Regions from separate parts of the Gossypium arboreum genome. Here region 1 is linked to region 2. The links are chromatin contacts, called in public Hi-C maps. All regions are on one chromosome and are shown on one strand. The core of a region is the stretch at or near the end of the contact, and the rest is flanking DNA. Distances in the headings are between cores, read along the strand shown. Region 1 holds the start of LOC108461388 (BTB/POZ domain-containing protein At5g60050). Region 2 holds the start of LOC108461603 (mitogen-activated protein kinase 3).

Region 1 (7,060 bases), core at 190-2,689, 150 kb before region 2:
GTGTATATATATTGCAGATATAACAACCAAAGCAAAGATCCTTTTGTGGTTAATATTTGGTAGATCAAAGAACCTAAATATGCCTTAGACATTGTTAAGAAGTGGTCAGGCACGTGATATATATATCTATGTATGTATATATAAATTTCTTTTCTTTTGTACTATACAATTCACTTTTGCTTCAATTTCAAGGAAAAGTTTGGCCAAGAAAACAGACATCCATTTTAAACCTGTCTATAATAAAATTTTTCCATAGATTCAAAAAAACTTAAGCAGCAAGCAAACGCTCAAAGGATTTTGCATGAACTAAAATCAAACTAAATAGATTTTTTTTACACATTAAAGAAACCCCAAAATTCCTAATTGGCTAAACATTGCATGAAGATATGAACTAAAAAAAGAAAAACTTGCAGTGAAAGAAAAAAAATTAATTAGAATTTAGGATTAAAAAAAGTAACTATATACCTTAAGCAAAGCCAAGACTTTGGTAACATTTTCACCAATCAACCTCTTCTTTAGATCATCACAATACATCAAAACAACAGTTTCAACATAAACCTCAACATCATCACATTCACTGATTTCCACTGTGTGAGACACTCCTTTCTCTCTCCTTTGACTCAACTTTTCAGCAAAGAACCTGCTTTTCTCAGACAAAACCCTCCTGTGCACATCCATTGCCACCCTATAACCATCTCTTGACACTACGGTCAGCTTAACATCACTTAATCCTAGCCCCCCGTTCTTGAAGTTATAGGCTTTGAGCTCAGTTAGGAACTTAGCAACTCGGCGTTGGGTCTTTTTCCGAGATTCTTCAATGGTTTTGGACCCACGGAGGGCTTCCTCTGACATCATCTCGAAGAGCGTCGGGTTGTTGTGACTCGGCCGAGCTGACTCTGTTGTTGGAGGAGGAGGAGGAGGAGGAGGAGATGAGGAAGGAGAATAGGGTCTTGATGAGAGAGTTGTTCTTGATGGAGAGAAAGATAAAGAGAGTGTTGGGTCTGAAATAAACCCTTGTTTTATCATTGTTGATACTTCTCTTGAAGCCATTGAATTAACCCCTCCAGAAAAAAAAACTTTTCAATAAATAATATATTATAAAAAAACTGGGTTTTTCTTGAATTCAAGGGAGAAAGAAAAAAAGGAACTATTTTGATACCATTGATTGTTAAAAAGAAAAAAGAAGCTTGTTGAAAAGTGTATAAAAAAAACTGAGTTTTCTTAGAATCAAGAAAAGACGATTGATTTCTTGCCAAGAAGGCAATCCTGGGAATGAAGGGCGGGGGGGGGGGGGTTTCTTGCAAAGAAGAGGGATTTTTATTTTCCTGGGAAGTTGAATTTTCTCGGGAAAGTAGAGAGAGAGAGAAAGAATCCAAGAAGTGGAAAGCTTTGGATCTGTGATTTAAGAGTGTGTGCCACTCACTGTAAAGTAGCAAAGCATTGGCAAAAGAGTGTTCTAATTAAGGGGAAATGCAGAAGCTTAATTAACCTTTTTTCTGTCTAATTATAGTTTTAGTCCCTATACTATATTGAAAATTTAAATTTAATCCTCTATTTTAATTTGATATAATTTAGCCTTTTATTTTCATCCAAATTCAAACTATTATGACTTGTTGCCATTAAACTGATGATATATTTATTAAAATAAATATAAATTTATTATTGATTAAATATGATTAATTAAATTTTCATATAATCCTAATTGATCTAATAATAATAAAATCTATGTATCATCACTTTAATAATAACAACTAAAATACTATCAATTTTGACCTACTAATATCTGACAAAGGTATTAAAATATAAAGTTGAGGATGATAAAAGGAGACCTTTTCTTTTTCCCATTGCATAAAACCTAATGTAGGGAAAAAGAAAGGAAGGAAAATGAAGAGAGAGAGAAGATTGGAGATTACTTGGGTACACGTGTGAACACGTGACTTCTGTGATTGATAATGGGACCTCCTTCACTTCATTCATTCATTTGCCTTAACCAAGACATCACACTTGTCTTTCTTGAAACTTCAATCTTCTCGTTACCTTCTATCATTGCCTTTTATCTATTCTTTTTACTATTACTAAACTACGACACTTGAATTTTGTGTTAATTTCCACGATTGATTTTTATGGAATTAAATATACAGTGATAAAAGCAAACCTTGGTTTTATGCAATGAAAGGGTATTGTTGCAGTCCAACCGTAACAAATGGCTTTTTTAAATATCGAATTTACCTTACAAACTTTATGTCATCTTTATTTAGGTCACTGTGTCATATGTATGATTGCCCCTCTGCCTTGCTGCTTCTTCTCTTTTTGCAGAGAATGGGTTGCACACTTGTCTTTACAACATCCTCCTTTTCCTGCAATTTTCACATATAATCCAATCCAATCTAAGACAAAATATTTATATATATACATGCATACATGGTAATTCTTAAATGGCCTCATTTAATATACCACGTCAAAGTGAAAAACGAAAAACAAAACAAAACAGGGTGAATGAGGTTGTCGGCCATTATTTCACTTGAGACATCTAATCAAAGATGAGTCTCCACCTAAAATTAATCGGAATGGATTTACGGTTAATTCGATTTATAATTTTTAATAATTATTATTGGATCAATGGTAAAATCATTTAATCCCGAATTAATAGTTGAAGCATTGAAATTTAACCATAAAATTTGATTGAAACATTGGATTGTTTGAGTAGAAGAAATAATTCGTTGTTTCCCGGTGGATTTGATTGCGATTCTCTTTCACAATAAAGATCATTGTTAGGGATATAAGGGGACATGAAGGACAGGGATGTAGGGCAAAGAAGGGGGCACAATGTGTTCAAAACAGTACACTCAAAGAAAATTATGGTGCTTTTAAGAATCTAAAGAATAACCCCCAAATCTCCTTACCTGTACTGATGATATAAAGAAATTAAAAGGAACAAACTGATTTTTATTTACCAATCAACAGGAAAATTACATTTTAATCCCAAAAAAGGAAAAAGGAGAATACAACATAATGCTAGCATGAGAGAAACACACAACATCTATAAAACCAGAAGCCTCTAATGGTGAAGTGATAAAGCATTCCAAGCTTCTCAGAAAATATTAGTTTGTAAGTCCTGTAATTGAGGGTCCATTGCTTTATCTTCTTCCTTCGTAGTTAATTCAGTTGCAGAGATGGGAACTTCAAGCTCAGGTGGAGTCTGGGAGGGCATTCAACAAATGTCAACACAGTTAAGAATCTAATGATAATATGGAAAGTGGATTGGGGCAATTAAACATCAAAAACAAGAAATAAACATGATAGCTATTCTTCACACTGTGTGTCAATTGGGCAGGCAGTACTATAGTTTTTAGATCGGTTTTGGGTAGTTTTGAATTCAGATCATTTGAGTTTGTCAGTCTTTAGTTACTTGTTAGTGTCATTTAAGGTTTAATCATTTCGGGTTCACAACATTATTTATTCAAGTTATTTTTAAGTTTAGATTGAACCAATTTAAGTCGTTGGTGAGTAATGGTCAAATCAGATTGAATTAAATTCATATTCGAATTAATCAAGTTAAATTTATAAATTCAAATCATGATTGTCAAATATTTAGATTATACCCTCGAGTTTAACTTATTTCATAGTCTACGTGATGCAACCCTTCTTTTAAACATCTTTCAATATTAGCAGAGCTATACTTGCACATACTAACATAACTCACCCAAGTTTATGAATCGAATAATGTTAGATTATGCTATAAAAAGTTCATTTAAATGCAAGGATAACGAAATTACCATCCAGCGAACGAGAGCCCAATTTACACCTTTAAAGAATGGATGTCGCTTGATTTCATTGGCCCCTTCACGTGCACCTAATCTGTTCTTTGGATCTCTATGCAATAAGCGGTACATTAACTGCTTTGCATGCAGACTCACCTGTTTTCACTCAACCAAAAAAAAAAAAAAAATACTTAACCCTAGCCATAGCAATACTTGCTTCAACTCCAAATTAGAGCACATCAGTTGTGGGAGTTCTATATATAGTCATCTCCCTTGCTGAAACACCAGATTTCTGAAAATTAATTACTTTTTTTTCCTATATATTGGATTATATATAACGGTAAGGGGTAGGGGTTGTCCAAAGATTGAAGTGAGACTGATGTCAACTGAAGACTTGAATATAAATCTTTTGTCAGTCCACTTGTATTTGAAGAGGGAGTAATAAAAGAGAGATTTGAAGACACAGGATTTTACTTGTATACTTTTGGGGAATTTAAGGTCTTTTTGAAGAACATTGGCAAATGTCTTCTGTCGTGTCTTTCCCCTGAATGGTGTATATCCATACAGCATTTCATATAGAAGAATGCCTGAAATAGAACAATAAAAATCAATATGAGCAACTGAAAAGAGAAGTAGAATTTTCATTTAATTATAAACTACAAAATTTTGTATTAACTGAAGGCATGGTTTCTTCGTGTTGGTGTGTTTTGTTATGTCATAATCATGCTTTAAGGTATTTATTAAGTTCCTAATATCGATAAAGTTTGAAATATTCATACATTAGTATTTCGTGTTTTAATTACACTTTTCGTGTTAGTGTATGTTCTAACCATGATCTGAGTAGGAAACTTCCTTCTAAAAACATGCAAATTCGGATTGTGACTAGCTTTATAAGAAAACAAAATTACCTAGAGCCCACCAGTCTACTGCACTGGTATGGCCTGCCCCAGTGATAATTTCCTGCAATAATCAACAGTTCAAGAATGAGCATTCAATAAGGAAGAAAACAACTCCATAAGAACTATAAATATTGATGTGAAATGACAAGAAACAAACCGGAGCAATATACTCTTCGGTTCCCACAAAAGAGTTCGATGCACGCATTGGTTCGGCCATAAAGATCGGATTCTGTTGGCTTTTCTGCCGTTTCTTCTTTTCATCTGTAGCTGGAATCAGCAGCTATAAAACACAGCTCAAGTTCATCGGATTTTTCTATCATAACTTCGAAAACATGGTTAACACAGTGTTCTTGAAGACCCCGAAGCTTAGAATTAGATACCTGAGGTTTGCAAGACGTCAAGCAAGATAAATCAAAATCGGTCAAGGCTACATGCCCATTGTCCTGGAGTAGAACATTTTCAGGCTTCAAATCTCTGTATATAATCCCTGTAAGAAGAGAAACATAATCACTGTAAGAATTGATCGATCACTTAATTAATGCTATCAGATTTGTTGGTATATTTGAGTTTTAACCAACCTTGACAGTGAAGGTACTCCAATGCAACAACCACCTCTGCAGCATAAAATCTACAGTCATAAAGAACTTTCAGTGTTAGTTCCATTCCAACACAAACTTGGCAATAAACTGGAAACCCCAGAAATGTTTATGTTATATGAGTCTATGAGACAATCAGAGATTTTCAAAACAAGGTTAAGGTAGTGTTTGTTATGGTGAAAAGATAATTACCTTACTGCATCTTCCTTCATGACCTTCGTTGGTTGTCTATCCAAAAGCATGAAAAGTTCACCACCAGGACAGTAATCCGTAATCAAACAAATATGTGTTTTGGTCTGAAAAGTATCTGAGAGTTAGAATTTTTATGTCATCATATAAAGAAATCATGTCAAGAAATGATGAAAGACCAGCTATAAAAGCAAAAGCTCAAGAAATTAGACAGTAAAGTTTCTTCATATTGAAAAAAGCATCTAATATTTATATCAATAAATTATATTTCAAACTATTTATTTGACTAACCTGAAATGATGCATATAATGCTGGAAGAAAAGGGTGGTCCAACATATCAAGAATTTCTCTTTCTGCACAAGCTCTATGCACCTATAGCAATGGAAGGCAAGTGCATCACGTAAGCAAAAATGAAGGATGTCCATTGTACTTGGACCATGGAGGGCATTGAAACTTGGGAAATTACAGCTAACATTGAACATTTAAACTATCAGGCTTATCATTAGATAGCAAACAAATGAAAATCTTGGAATTTTTTTCAAGCTTAATACTCATAATAATGCAATTTTAGATACCTTGTTTCGATTCAGCATAACACCTTTATCCATAGCTTTCATCGCAAAGTACAGGCCAGTGCCACACAGTTCCACCAAATGAACACTGCCAAGAAAATATAAAAACAATAGCTGATATTAAGAATTTGTATGATAGACCATACATTCGTTATCCTGCAGAATTTAAGTATAAAAGAAGAGCGGAGTAATTAGACAAACCTGCCAGTGTCCCCTGATCCCAATGGTTTTACGGGCCTAAAATGTTTTAGACCTATCTTTTCTCCACTATCAAGTACCTATAAATTACAACAGATTAAGGCAAATCGAGCTTTAGGGTCCCGGAAAAGAGATCATTTTGAACGATACTTCGGGTGTGCATATATGAAAGAATAATAATACCTTTTGAATAGCTTTCCAAGAGGGACTATCCTTTCTGTGAGGTTTAGGGTGAACCACCTTGGAATGACTCATCCATAAATCTTCTGGATTCTGCAGGTAGTGAAATATCAAATATTTTGTAAGGTTCTTGTAACACAAAAGAGGTTTTCATCTGAAAACGATCAATTTTTGAACCTTACCATGTTGGCGTCCGGAAGTTCCCTCACTGCTTCATCAACATTTTCTGCAGTTTGTTTCACCTGCAAGCAGGGATTATACTAATTTGTCATAACAAACCAACAAATCTATAAATATTTGATAGAACACTCAAGAAAATTCAGCTATTCACCTAAAGAGAAATACAGACTTTGGTGATAAAAAGAGGAAGATTAGCATCAATAAGCACATCATAAGTTGTGGTAATAATGGAACCAAGTTAGAACATAAGGATCTAGAAAGCAAGAAGAAACGAGTAAGAGTTCAGACCAGTTGTTGACCCTCTTGTGCAGCAGTATCAGGAATACTATTATGAAGTGGATCGACTTTGGCACTGCCGTCTAGCTGCACTCCGATAAAATACTGAACTTCTCCCTGTTAACAGAGGCCAAAAAGGAAACAAGAAAATCAATGAGAATTTTGTTCATTAGTCCAGAAAGTCATATATAGCTGAAATTTGATCATCT
Region 2 (7,320 bases), core at 2,645-5,144:
CAGACACTAATTCAATTGGGAAATAACTAAAAGATCCTTACTTTTATTACGTAATATATAGAGAAAAAGGGGGAGGGGGGGAGAGAAAGAAACATTCATTCATATGAATAGCATTATACAAAGGAAAAAAAAGCTAAAAGGCCCTTGGTTCAAAAGACCAAATAAGTTCAAATAGTCTCTCTCCCTCCCTCTGTGTATATATAAACATACTACAAGTCATTATTTGATAAATTGGTAAGGAAAAGTTTTTATTCCATAAGCGATGTTGAGATTTTATCACATGTCTTATTTATTTATTTTAAAACTAAATGATATATGAGAAAATCTTAACCCAAATATGGAGTTAAAACTTTTTATCGCTTGTACCAAATAATTATGGCTTAACTCACATATTGGTACTTAAACTATACTTTTTTCCCCATCTTGGTACCTAAACTTTTTTTTTGTCACAAGTGGTACCTAAACTACTTTTTTTTCCCAAATTGGTACCTCCGTTAGTCAAACCATTAAGTTTATTTAAATAAAGAAGCTTAAAACATAAATTGGTATCTAAACTATGCATTTTCCCCATTTTGGTATGTAGACGTTTGTTTGGTTACGATTGGTACCTAAACTACTTTTCTTTCCCATACCTCTGTGAGTTCAATCATTAGTTAAATTGTTTATTACTTAAATAATATAACCAATTAAAAATTTTCATATGACATATCTTTATTTATTCTTTCTTTTTTTAGAATCAGACTAATGGTCGAACTAATTAGGTCATCAATTCTCGATTTGATCAATTCTTCTGGTTCGATCAAATAAATTATTAAAAATTCATAAAAGAATAGAACATTAAAAAAATTAAAGATAGAGAAAACCAAATCAATTTTTTAGCATGGTTCAACAGACCTATATCGATTTGTGGGTCAATTGATTTAACCCCTATTTCGAACCGGTATCCTATCTGGTTCTCGGTTCGACCGACCGTTCCGATATGGTTTTGACAGCACTGGTTCTAATCGATAAAATAAATTTTTTGATCTCGTCAGGTGGAGCAAGCAGTCGATGAAATTCAAATAAAAAAGTTAAATGCCAACATTTCAACCTTAGAATGATGAATTACGAGCATCGTTGATAGTGCCATACATTATTAGAGAGAGAGAGAGAGAGAGAGAGAGAGAGAGAGAGAGAGAGGGAGGGGGGAAATAGGGGAAAAAGAGAGGGAAATAATGTAAAAGAAAAAATAATATGGGTTAAGCTTTTTTTAAAAATAGATTTAATAGCTTGACTAACGGAGGTACCATCTTAGGAAAAAGTAGTTAAGTGCCACTTGTGACAAAAAGAACATACCAAAATAGAAAAAAAGAGTATAGTTTAGATGCCAATTTGTGAGTTAAGCCAATAATTAATTTTATACTATTATTTAAGAGTTTGTTTGATTGGGTTAGTATTTATCATAAACCAAGTCTCATATCAGTTGTCAAATTATCAAAAACTTATTATTTTTGAATTTTTATAAGATCTAGAAAAATAAACATACATATTATGCCATTTGAACCCAAAACATCATAGTTTTTACTATTTCAATTTTACAATTTCAATCGAAACTAGGGGCGTGCATAATTTAATTTTAACCAAATTAACCAATTGAATTGAATTACTTTGATTAATAGGACGGCTACCGAATCTAATTCAGTTGGGGATCGTTTAAGGGTTTTGAAAATTTGAATAATAGTCTATTCGGTTTGAAACAAAGTAATTAAACAAATTAATCGACTAACAAAAATTATTAATAATTAATTATTATAAGCTCAATATATTAAATAGATCTAATATATTATGTAAGCCCAAAATATAAAAGTTAATGAATGGACTTACAACTAATTGGATTTATTCAAATTATTATAATGGGCTTAAAATCATAATAGATTTACATTTAAAAAAAAAAAGCCCTAATTCTTTTTCCTTTCCATGATCAAACTTAAAACAAAGTCTAGGTGGGTGCTGCTTGACACCAAACCATCTTCTATTCTTCTTGACTTCTTTAATTTTTTTTTTTTTTTTCATTTCATCACTGAAGCCTCAAACTTTCTTGTTTTTAATGTAGTGTTTGTTATGACGCTTTTAAATTAGTGTTGCTTTTTTTTATTATTTTTTCTTTCTTTTTGAATTAAAACAAAGAAAAATAACATTACAATAATATTCTTTTATGTTTCAAAATTATTTCAACAACAAACAAAAATCATATAAAACTTTCAATTAATTCGATTAACTGTCCGAATTAACCGAAATTTTTATTTGATTAAAATTTTAATTTAATTAACGGCTAAAATTTTTATTATTTCAATTAATTTAATTAATAACAATTCAATTCAAGTATTAACCAAATCTAAATATCCCAACACCTCTAAATTCTTTCCCTCGTCTGTAACTAAATTGTTGGACGGAGTAAACTCTCCGAACCTGAGGTTTTTCTTTTTCAATTTTTACGTCATTATAAAAACGTGAGGCTTTTATAATATTGAAACGCGTTGGAACTGGTTTTCCAACAAAGGTCAAAATCATAATATATGTTTGAACTAACACCAATATTTAATATTAATATATCATATTTTATATACTTATATATGCTTTCCTTTTTCCCACAAATTCAAGACATTGACATTTTCAAAACTACGAAAATATAGAAAAAAAATTTATTTATAAAGAGATACCAATTAATTTTAGGACGAATAAACTTTTCATGCAAATGAAAAAATCATTGTACAATAATATTTTGCATTATTGTATGATTTTAAATAATAATATTAAAATATATAAATAATTATTTGATATATTATATAACCATTATTTAAATAGCAAAAACAATATATATTATCCATTTAAGTGGGATTTGGGCATTTTTAAAACAAACGTGTTATTCGTGAAAATATTATATTATTAAATATGATAAGATTTCTTAAAAGTAATAATAATTATAAATAAAAAAAAAGCTAATTATTTTAATTTTAATCCATCAAGCTATAAAATAGACCGTTGACAAAACGTTATCTAATCTTGACCGTAGATTAGAGGCGGCTATAATCTCAGCCGTCAATCAAACGCGTCCTTCGTTTTCTCGCGCGTTTTCCTTCCTCTTTCCTCGTAGCTAAGACGAAACGAAGCTCTCTTTTTGACTCGCAAAGGTTTACTGAATTGTCAAACAGTTTTAGGTCAAATTCAGAAAAGGTCCCTGCACTATGTGTTCTTAGTTGATTTAGTCCTTATTGTATGATTTTATATATATTTCCAATTCCCTAGTCCAACTTTTTTATTAATTCCATCAAATAATTTGACATGAATATTTATATATTCCACTTAAAAAATTCTTTTAAAAATATATATTTATCAAATTGTGTAAAAATGTCAAGTTTTATATATATATATATATATATATATGTGATATCACCATATGTTTTTAAAATGTAAGGCATATTAAATTACTAGTTTCTTTCTCATTTGATGTAGGAGTTAATTTTATGTATTAATTAAATAAAATTTATTTTAAATTTAATACTAAAATTAGAAGAATTTATAGACGTGTAAAAAATGTAAAAACATAAAAAATATATGTTAAAAATAAAAAAATTTGAAATACTATCAAAAGATTTTAAATTTTATTTATTTAAAATTTTAAACATGTTAATTAAATAAGCTGTGCACATCAACTTTCGATCTTAGACGGTAATATATATGATTTGACAGGATTTATTGAAAACAACAAATTTCGTAAAATAAAAGACGATCAAATTATAGTAGAAGGACTAAATCATTAAAAAGTACATATTACAATGTCTTATTTTAAAATTTGACCAAAATTTTACTTTACGTTATTTTTTTCCATTATTTTCTCTGTATATAAAGCCTTTGGACTTCTCTGTATTTCCTCAAAGAGAAAGAAGCGAAAAAAGGAGTCAATAAGCAAAACAGTAAAAAGAAAAAGTACCGAAATGGCTGACGTTGCTCCGGGAAACGCCGGCGGTCAATTTGGAGATTTTCCGACGATTCATACACATGGAGGTCAGTTTATTCAGTATAATATTTTTGGAAATTTGTTCGAGGTGACGTCTAAGTATCGGCCTCCGATCATGCCGATCGGTCGTGGAGCCTACGGCATCGTCTGGTAAGCTCTTTACTTTTTTTTTTTTTGGCTCCTTGTTAGTCCTTTTTTGTTTGTTTGTTTGATGTTTGATTTATACATATATTTGGATTTTGAAGCTCGGTGTTGAATTCGGAGACAAATGAGATGGTTGCGGTAAAGAAAATCGCCAACGCTTTTGATAATCACATGGATGCTAAGCGCACGCTTCGTGAGATTAAGCTCCTTCGACATTTGGATCACGAAAACGTAAGCTTTTTTCTTTTTTTTTCTATTGTATTTTTGTTAGCAGAAGATAACAAAGAGTAAAAGAGCACAAATGTTAAAAGGTTTTTGAGCCTAATAAATCATTACTGGACAACGAAATGGAAACCTTAATTCAAAGATTTAAAAACGTTCGGCCAAAAAGTTCAAGAATTCCTTTCCCTCACAGCAATTTCAATTTGAACTACTTATAGTTTTAGTCCCTCCATTATGTTGAAATTTGAGATTTAATCTCTTTAATTTACTTTGACATAATTTGATACTATTATTAGAAGGTCCAAATTGATAACAGCTGCTGTTAAGAGTGTTAAGAGTATAATTGTTGTTTGATTGTAGTGTTAATAGTGCTAACAGATTCATGAAAATCTAACAGTGTTTTCAGTTTGGATTTATTAATAACATTATAAAAATTATAAGTTGAGGGTCAAATTATGTCAACTTGAAGTAAATTGATTAAATCTCAATTTTTTAGCACATAGTTGGACCTTTTAATTTCTATTTTGTTTAATGTTAAATTGATTCTGAAGTAAAGATCTGTGCATGATGAACAGGTTATTGGAATCAAAGATGTGATTCCTCCGCCTTTAAGGAGGGAATTTACTGATGTTTACATTGCGACTGAGCTCATGGATACCGATCTTCACCAAATCATTCGCTCTAATCAGGGTTTATCTGAGGAGCATTGCCAGGTATATTTTTTCATATTGCTTAACTCTTAATTTGCATCTTTTTCCCCAATGTTTTCAATGAACATCGGAGAAAAATGTAAAGAATCTCAACTAAGTTTTATTTGTTTTGGAAGGTATAATGTTTGTGTATATATGTGCGTGCATGTTGACTTTATTTCATTTTGTTGTGGGGTATGCAGTATTTCTTGTATCAAATTCTTCGAGGACTGAAGTACATACATTCTGCCAATGTCATTCATAGAGATTTGAAACCCAGCAACCTCTTGCTGAATGCTAATTGTGATCTTAAGATTTGCGACTTCGGTCTCGCTCGGCCTACTGCTGAGAATGAGTTTATGACTGAATATGTTGTCACGAGGTGGTATCGGGCACCGGAGATATTGCTAAACTCTTCAGACTACACTGCTGCCATAGATGTCTGGTCTGTTGGTTGCATCTTCATGGAGCTCATGAATAGGAAGCCTCTGTTTCCAGGCAAAGATCATGTACATCAAATGCGTTTATTAACTGAGGTAAGTTGAGTAGGAGCTACCAATACCATTCTTAATAACATGGTCTAGATTTACACTAATTGCAACAAGGGGAAAGATTGATCAATGAGGAATGGAATAATCTCCAACACAAGAGACATGTTATAACTAATTCTCTGATTGGGATTTCATGCTGATAGTACCTTTGATTAGCTCAGCATTCTACACTTCTAAAGTTTGGTTTTTATACTTAAAACAAAATACTTGTAGCTGAAGATGCCTCACTAACTTGTATAAAATTGCATTCTTTAATGTGGCATGGGATTTAAATTTGAGGATTAGTGATAGTGTTATGATTTTGTTATTTCTTTCTTTGGATAATGACTTAGCAATGCCTTGATTTATAGCTGCTCGGCACACCAACTGAATCCGATCTTGGATTTCTCCGGAACGAGGATGCAAGGAGATATATCAGGCAGCTCCCAGCACATCCGCGCCAATCACTAGCAGAAGTTTTCCCACATGTTCATCCATTGGCCATTGATCTCATTGACAGAATGTTGACATTTGATCCGACCAGAAGGATTACTGGTAAGTGCTACATTTACAATCAGGCTCTTATTAATGCAGAAATGTAATTTATTAAATACAATTATTTGACCTTTTTTATAGAAGAAAATGTTCTCTGTTTGATAATCATTATGAAACTGAAAGCCATCCTGTATGATGTGATCTTATAGCTGCGACGAATTACACAATTCTTATACTTGGTTTATATACAGTTGAAGAAGCATTGGCACATCCTTACCTCGAAAGATTACACGACATATCTGATGAACCGGTCTGCCCCGAACCATTTTCTTTCGATTTTGAGCAGCAACCATTGGGAGAAGAACAGATGAAGGACATGATTTACCAGGAGGCCTTGGCTCTAAATCCAACTTATGCTTAATAACAAAATATAGTTCTATCTTCTAAATCCGTCATTTCAAGTAATGATTTCTACAATACCTTGTGGTGGCTCATACAGGCCGGTGGATTGCGGATTGAGAGATACTTTTTGCCTCTGCAATAATCTTCGAAGCGGTGTCGCTGAGTCTGCACCCGTGACTGCCATTGATGTTAGGCTTTCACGAGGTCAGTCCACTTGATTAATTTATGTTTTTCTCCTGATGTGCGTTTATATGTTATTTGTTTGATATCTTATGCATGTATAACATGCATTTTTATATGCTGTATTTGGTTAGTGACCTAGGCAAAAAGATCCTGTTGTAACAAACTAGCAATGAAAATTGACATTATTTGTATAATTTTTGTCCATCAAATGCAATTTTTTTGAGTGTTTAACTTACAGTTGATATGCTGTTGAATAACTTTGCCATACAACATCAAGACTCCAAAGGACAATCCTGCCCTTTTCTTTATTTAGTATTGGATTTGATAGAAGTTTTTTCACTACATAGAAGCTTTGAAATTCGTATGGCTAGGTGAGTTGAAACCAAAAGGTGTATGTATGACTGCAATTGAGCCTTATCTTGCTCAAACTCGAGTGCGTGAAATATAAATACGAGTTTAACTTAACTTAAATATGTTTATATATATATATTTTTTAAAGTTTTTCTTTGCATATAAAGGATTTTTAAAAGTCGTATGATTGAATATAAATATCAATAACAAATATTTTAAGAGAAATGAAGAATTTGAACAACGTAATTCACCTTCCTACATTTTCATGGTTCCAGGCATCTAGGAAGGATTAATTTATTATTTGGCC

Evidence for each region. Hi-C and Micro-C count contacts between places; a contact is called where the count stands out from the background.
Region 1: a Hi-C map of leaf shows a contact between it and region 2, with 3 times the contacts expected there. The contact joins the promoter of LOC108461388 here to the promoter of LOC108461603 in region 2. A contact is called at or near these places in 4 of 5 Hi-C or Micro-C datasets (all in leaf).

The regions. Positions count from the first base shown.
Region 1 is chr1:6,564,192-6,571,251 of ASM2569848v2, reverse strand. It overlaps LOC108461388 (BTB/POZ domain-containing protein At5g60050), which reads right to left and starts at 1,439. Exons shown (of 2, transcript XM_017761227.2): 1 at 466-1,439. The coding sequence starts at 1,050. LOC108464175 (phototropin-1) reads right to left here. Exons shown (of 24, transcript XM_017764321.2): 11 at 6,864-6,968; 12 at 6,578-6,637; 13 at 6,399-6,488; 14 at 6,219-6,295; 15 at 6,021-6,105; 16 at 5,737-5,817; 17 at 5,449-5,552; 18 at 5,239-5,288; 19 at 5,041-5,147; 20 at 4,818-4,940; 21 at 4,670-4,721; 22 at 4,236-4,348; 23 at 3,777-3,917; 24 at 2,926-3,199. The coding sequence ends at 3,092.
Region 2 is chr1:6,415,259-6,422,578 of ASM2569848v2, reverse strand. It overlaps LOC108461603 (mitogen-activated protein kinase 3), which reads left to right and starts at 3,894. Exons shown (of 6, transcript XM_017761490.2): 1 at 3,894-4,147; 2 at 4,243-4,372; 3 at 4,939-5,076; 4 at 5,256-5,588; 5 at 5,954-6,137; 6 at 6,329-6,856. The coding sequence starts at 3,975. The coding sequence ends at 6,498.